Regions from separate parts of the Oryzias latipes genome. Here region 1 is linked to region 2. The links are chromatin contacts, called in public Hi-C maps. All regions are on one chromosome and are shown on one strand. The core of a region is the stretch at or near the end of the contact, and the rest is flanking DNA. Distances in the headings are between cores, read along the strand shown.

The links. A called contact is a pair of places that touch in the nucleus more often than the background predicts.
Region 1: a contact with region 2 is called in a Hi-C map of embryo, with 1.8 times the contacts expected there. The contact joins the promoter of znrf3 here to the enhancer-like site in region 2. A contact is called at or near these places in 2 of 5 Hi-C or Micro-C datasets (embryo and fibroblasts).

The regions. Positions count from the first base shown.
Region 1 is chr9:3,850,845-3,854,122 of ASM223467v1, reverse strand. It overlaps znrf3 (E3 ubiquitin-protein ligase ZNRF3), which reads right to left and starts at 1,446. Exons shown (of 8, transcript XM_020705705.2): 1 at 969-1,446. The coding sequence starts at 1,196.
Region 2 is chr9:3,547,270-3,550,719 of ASM223467v1, reverse strand. LOC110015597 (a long non-coding RNA gene) reads right to left here. Exons shown (of 2, transcript XR_002290812.2): 1 at 2,518-3,450; 2 at 1,202-2,235. LOC101156581 (zinc-binding protein A33) reads left to right here. Exons shown (of 1, transcript XM_020705701.2): 1 at 1-37. Among protein-coding and RNA genes, the nearest start is that of LOC101156581, 3.8 kb to the left of the region's middle. Within about 2 kb of position 1,944, at least 1 of the 8 cell types and tissues checked has an H3K27ac peak or open chromatin away from gene starts, as enhancers often do. A contact at or near this core is called in embryo, where this site is marked.

The DNA of each region.
Region 1 (3,278 bases), core at 197-2,696, 300 kb before region 2:
CTTAAAAAAGTAGGCTTAAACATTTCCGCCTACGATCTTGAAATTTTGTGCGGACCACCCGAGTTCCCCATAAAGGATAACCCTTTTTTTCGCCCGCAGACAGTAACCGTACCCACCTGTAAGCGCAAATGTGGCTAAAGGCATAAAATTGAGCAGAAGGCGATAACTCCGTAGCAACTATACCATTTTTTAATGCTTGGGCTTAAGTGTAGAAACATTTGTGTCTCTGTGTAAAAGTCATTTTCTCTGGTTTCCTTAGCAACTAAAGTCCATGCAAGACCCGCCCACAATTGGTGACAGATCAGTCAATGCTTCAAGTGGGCGTGGTTTGATGGTTGAGTCGAACTGTATGAACGTGACATCTTTTTCAACATGGCCTTTACCTCATCATGTTTACCAAGTTCGGAGGATTTGTTCTGATCCAGACGTTAAAAGTGGCACAACATGAATCCATTCTTGATGTTTATGAGGTGGAGAGTGGAAACACCTGCACAGTTATTTCAATGTTTTCACTCTGGAGGAGCTGCACGCGCGCATGCAAGCCGAGTGCACTTGTGGTCGCAGGATGATGTGTGTGTGTGTGTGTTGGGGGGGGGGGGGTATGGTCCCCCAAAACACTCGTGTTTACTATAAAGGAAACACAAAATAAGCCCCTTCTGGCTTTTAAAAGGAGGTCGGATTCGGGGGGGTAACATAAAAAGTTGCAGACAAAGTTTCCAAACTTTTCCGCAATTATTTCAGGAAATCCCTCTGATCCAAATTGCGCGCATTACCGTGCGTAAAGTGCGCAGACGTGATCTGCAGACTCCAACTACATAACTTGCAGAAGCATGTTTCCCCGTCAATGAATTCCAGCAGATAGGAGCCATCTTGTGACCGCATATGCTTGCAGGCTTCGAACCATCCTCCGCCGCGCCATGCAGGCAGGCAGGCAGCGAGGCGTCTCACCCGGAGTCTCGCGCACTTACTTGAACGATCTCCCCCTCCGCGCTGATCGTGGCTCCGGCTTTGGAGAAGCGTCCCTGCAAGCCAGTCGTGTACGTGGTATAATCTCCATTGGGACTGGACTCGAACAGCACCACTTCCACAAAGGCTGTATCCTTGGCGGCACCGAGAGAGGCGGCGGCCAGCAAGACCACCAGGAGCAGCGAGTCGGGCGCACGTTCCGAGCCTCCTCCCCGCGGTAAAAGCATCATCTTGCCGGCTGGATCGGCTCGGATCGGGACATAATTTCTCACGGGTGAACTGGTCAGGTGGAGGCGTCTGAAACCGGGTCCGCGCGCGCGCACAGCCTCAAAGGAGTCGGGATTGTGCAATAAAGCCGAGCTGGGCTGAAGCGTGTTTGTTTCACTACCGCGAGCCTTGTCAATTACACTGGCCCTCTCTCTCTCTCCCTCCCTCCTCCTCTCCTCCTCTACAAAGCGGATCTCCTTTGATCTCCGAACACGTGATATTTTTTTAGTCCCCCCCCCCCCCTCTCTCTCTCTCTCTCTCCCAAAAGGGCTCTATCCCCACCCACCGTTTCGTCTGACCCTCTCTCCTCCGCGCTCCCCTCTCTGAAGTCCCAGCACTCCGTTAAGGAGGCTCCGCGCGCTCCAACTATTACCTTTTTTTTCACGCAAACTTCCACAGCTCCACGCAAAAGTGACGGGGAAGTGCGTTTTCCCGAGCGGGTCCTGAAGTGGATCCGGCGAGCTCTGCGGCGCCGTGGCGGAGCACCTCTCCCCACTCTTTTCACGCCGCAATTCCACCTTAAAACAAACACGACCCCGGTCCAGGACGCTTCATGATTTACCCGGGCTAATTTTTCTATCGCATCCATGTTTGCTCACCCGGTGACTTCAATAGTGGACTACATTTTCACCGAACCAAGATAGTTAAACATTTGAACTCAATTTGTGTTTTTTTTAAGTGCAATCATGAACAATAGATCATTCTACTTTAAATCTTGTTTGTATTTAAGCATGTGGAGGACGAGCAGAATGAATCAAACGCCTTTTAAGGTGGTCAGTTGCACTGAGCATGCTCCAGGTGATGGTGGAGAGTAAAGACCCCCAGGAACCCCAACAAAACTGAACAGAACAATGATGAAACAAACACGTTATTGACTGTCATATATAAAAATAAGTTAAATTCTGGCCTTTTTTAGAGAAATCACTGACGTTTCATTATTTAAATATACTTGAAAAGATAAGGCCAAATATATGGCTATGCAATAAAATATTTATTTAAAGCTTCATTGATTACACACAAAGTTGTCCCCAGGTTTAGTTCGTTTTAACAACCCAAACGATTAATTAGTTTTGATACCAACAATGAAAAAAAAAAAATATTGGCTAAATTTCAAGTTAAAAGTAGCCTACATTATTTAAATGGAACACTTTAGACTGAATCAACATTTTTATAATGCAGTTGTGAATTAATCTTTATTTATAAAGCACTTTACAACGCCTTCGGGGTACGAAAATGCTTTACAATAACAAAAGAGAGAAAAGGACAATTAAAAATTAAGAAAATACATTAAAAGTAACAGCGTCCAACTAGGCAAGGCACAAAAACACAGATATAAACACACGGTACAAAAATAAAGTTCATTTTACGCGTCCAGCTGTGTATTTGGTCTGCACAGTTGCTCACGTTGATCTATAGTAACAAAATCGAGTATTAGGGGGCAACATTATGTTTCTAAACCTAATGTTAAAAGAAGCGTACCTCGATACTTTTAAGGTAGCTACCAAGCCGACCAATAAGAATTCTTGTGGTTCGTACAAACCTAATTAAAATAAGGTACCTTTAACTTATTAAGTTTGAACAGAGCTCTCGGCAATGGGAAGAGCGGGCGGGCTTGCTCCAGGCAAATTGGGCAAGCCAATTTTTTTAATTTGGCTAAAAACAACATAATCATAATTAAAACACCACTTTGACAACAGATCAACAGACGACCAGAGAGGATCTTAAAGATGCTTAAGTCCTTATCCAACTTGTATTTGTGGCAGCAGAAAAATCCATCCATGCAAACTTCTGTGGTTTAACTGGTTATTTTAGTGTTTTATGGTAACTTTGTGTCAGCATTTTAATTATGATATTAGTGACTTGGATTTGCATTAATGACATGGTAGCATCTGTACATACTTTGTTTCCCACAGAGCATCTCCTTTCTGAAGCTTTTCATTCCTTTTTTTTCCCTACAGGCTTGATATAATATGTATTTTTTTTTAATATTCTCTGAGCTTTCAGCAAAGAAATCTTTCCAGCTGAAGGTCTACAAGCTGACGAAT
Region 2 (3,450 bases), core at 695-3,194:
TATTTCTGTCAGAATTAAAAAGGGTTCAATGTGAAAATGTGTTTTTATTGTCTTCACCTAAAAGTATAAAAAATCCATAGAATGATTTTCCTTTCAAGCTAATTCTTGTTTTCTTTGGTAGGAAGGATTGTTCCTCAGATTCACAGCATCGTTCATCACATCAAACTTCTGAGCCACATTTTAAACACATTCTAGATTGAAAACACAAATATGGGCTTTCAGTGAAGTTGGTTTGTGATTCATCAATTTAAAAAAAATACACTCAAACTTAAGGACAGTTTACGATAAAAAACAAATTCAATAGATCCTCTATGGACACTAAAAAAATATATTATCATGTTGAAATTTAGTCATAAAAATATACAGAAATGAATCTAATCTGTTAATAGGTTAGCAAACGTATCCTCAGCTGTTCTGTGATGCAGAGCTCTCTGTACAGCTACCATAAAACAGGATGTTTACAGGAAGATGAAGACTGTAATGTGATTTTTTTAAAGGTGAATTCGAAAGGTTGTATTTATAACTTCCAGGTGAAATCTTGTTTTTAAATCAGAAGTTTTTGGAGTCAGATCGATTCATCAAGGAAAGGAAGGGTTCATCAAGGAAACTGTCTAGTTTCAAAAACATATTTCTTTCTTGTTTTGAGATGAACCGTACCTGATACCTGCGTTTACGTACATTTACCTCATGCTTTTATTGTTTATATGGTCTAGACAGTGTCGTGGTCACCTCTTTAGTTCTGAAGCAGCTTCATGGTGGATGTTTCAACATGTAAGCATAATATAAAGCCTTCATATTCTGCTTTTTGGTTCATAGCAACCTGGGACGTGTTGAAGTTCCTCAAATGGCCACTTGAGGCTCCTAAAATTGAATCAAATTCCAACTGAAAATAACATTTTACACCACGATACAAAAGTCTGTCTCTTTTCAGTAGATGGACTCAACAAACCTCACAAAACTCTTGTCATTGTCTTTCTCCTGCAGTGGGTGGGATAGGCTCCAGCATGACTGTAACCCTGTGGAGCAGTGATTTCAGACCACGAGCAGGTTTAATGTCAGACAATATCTTCACTGACCGATCTAAACGAGGCTATGTTTTTTTAAAGCTTGCAGTTTCCCTTAAATTTTGAGGGTAACGTTTATTTTCATTTTCTATAAAATATCTGCTGGCTCTCTTCTCCCAAAGGAAACTTTCCAAATATGTTTTTTTGTTGTTTTATTAACTAAGTATCTCTAGCTAAACACCAGTCGGACTAAACTGAAGAAGCCGCTCAGATTAGGGCCGAAACGTCTTCAAACCAGAAGTTTTTTTCTTTTCTTTTCATTTTATCATGACTTGGATGTCTGAGAATCTACACGGAAGTGTAGGCCGTGTTTTTGTTTTGTTTTTCTCTCTGAGGCCTAGAACCAACCGTCCCACAGACTAGTACCAGTCTGCAACCCAGGGGTTGGATGTCACTGCTGTAGAGACTAAAAAGATACGGAAGATGGGAGGATGTATTCCTGCTTTTTGGTACACTGACAGTCATTCACACTGAGATGAACCACACCAGAGTTCATCTGCAAGTGAACTAGAAGAACAGAAACCTTCACACTCACCAAACAATGGGAACTTATAGGGGTATGGAAACAGATGGAAACTCAACCTACCAGCGTGAATGTACCCTGAGATTGATTTGTCAGTAAATTACACTGCTAAATGAGTTAATTACCATTCATGCATGTGTTTTATGAAAACAACAATAATATATCCAGCCAAAACAAGAAAAAAGTGAGATTAAAAAGTGTTCACATTAAACAAAGGATGGTCTTTCTCCTTCCATAGACTTCTGTGACTGTAGATGTTACATCAACAGCATCTGTGAGGGATTATGTGATTGTATTTCACTCTCTAGTGAGCCGGACATGATCCCTCGCTGCTGCACAGTCTGTGGCAGATGGGAAGTGAAGTCATCAGCATGCGACGCCTTAAACGCCTGAGTTTGGTCAGCGCGTTCAGAGACAGGATGCTGCTATAATTGGACCTCGTGGATACAGATGTTGTGTTCTGTGGGATTTCCAGCTCCAGCGGCTGCCAGGCGTTTTGTTCACAGGAGACTTCTTCCTGCTTTTCATCTCCACACTTCAGATCAACCTTTTGGGAATGGGGACATGGATGGCAGGCCTGCCCGCTAACTGAGGCGTAAAGCAAACAAAACCAAGCAATCACAGGTGATTCTTCGAGCCTTTTGAGATCTGAAAATACAAAACCACAGAAAGAAACACAGAATTATCCCTGAAAGGCTGCAGGAGGGGGAATAGTTTTCTGACAAGTGCAAAAACAGAAAGCAAAGGGTTGAGAGGCAAACACTATTATTATGCAGAGACAGAGCTGTGCGTTGTCTAGGAAACCCTAATTAGAAGTCATTTTGCTCTCAGTCCTATCAAAGCTAATGGAAGTAGAGATATCAGATCACGGCAGAGCACATTTCTGTCCCTATTAGAATATATCTCCGAGTGGTGAACGTCTGTTGTTACCTTTTCACGAGCTGTGCTTGTCAGTAAACACGCAGCACTAAAATCCCTCTTAGAGCTCCAGAGGAGATTCACGGCTGACCCACATCAGCGCAATCAAACCGATGGCGTCCCGGCTCTGTCCTGAACCATAAAGAAAGCACAAACGACAAAATGGAATCCATTATCCCCTCCTCTCCCTTCTGATTGAGGCATCAGCCAGCACTCCCAGCTCTCCTCAATGCCTCGTGAAGATGTCTCACAATCAATGGGCTTTAATCACATCCATTTTCCCTCCTTTTTCTCCTTCCATAAAAAGGAGAGAATGTCTCAACCTCAATCAACGCTATCAACACCGAAAAGGGAGGACAGTGCTGGTGTGGTTGGGCGTTCGTGGAGGAGAAGGGTCATAAGTTCACCAGGATGCAATCGTTTATGCTATTTTCATTAGAGTAAGATAAGGAGGAGCTTCTGCTGGGATCCTCCACAAACCTGAAAAACCTGCAGCACCAGTACCGGTCATCCGCCCTCCAGTACAGGTCCATGTGACTAAGGCTTTAGATGTAGAGGATTTGAATGTGGAGATCCAGGATTCAAGTTCTTGTTCAAATACTCCATATAATAATATAAACAACAGATGGCAACAGATAATAAATAGCAATAATGATAATAACACTAGAATACATTAGATAACACAATCTATTGTCCAGTGTCAATGAAGCATCGTAGAGTCTAATACGATAGAGGACATTTTCTAACATGAAATCAGTGTTTTAACTCAAAAGAAATCAAACAATAAACAGTTTCAGTTTAGCTCTATAAGTTAAGCAAAACACAGAAATGAACAATCAGTTTCCCTTTCCTCCTCTGCCGTGGTGGTTGAGTGCTGCTTATGAGCTTCTGCATGAAGATCAGCTCCATCCTCAGCCAACTCTTTGGACCAGGAAGCTAAAACTC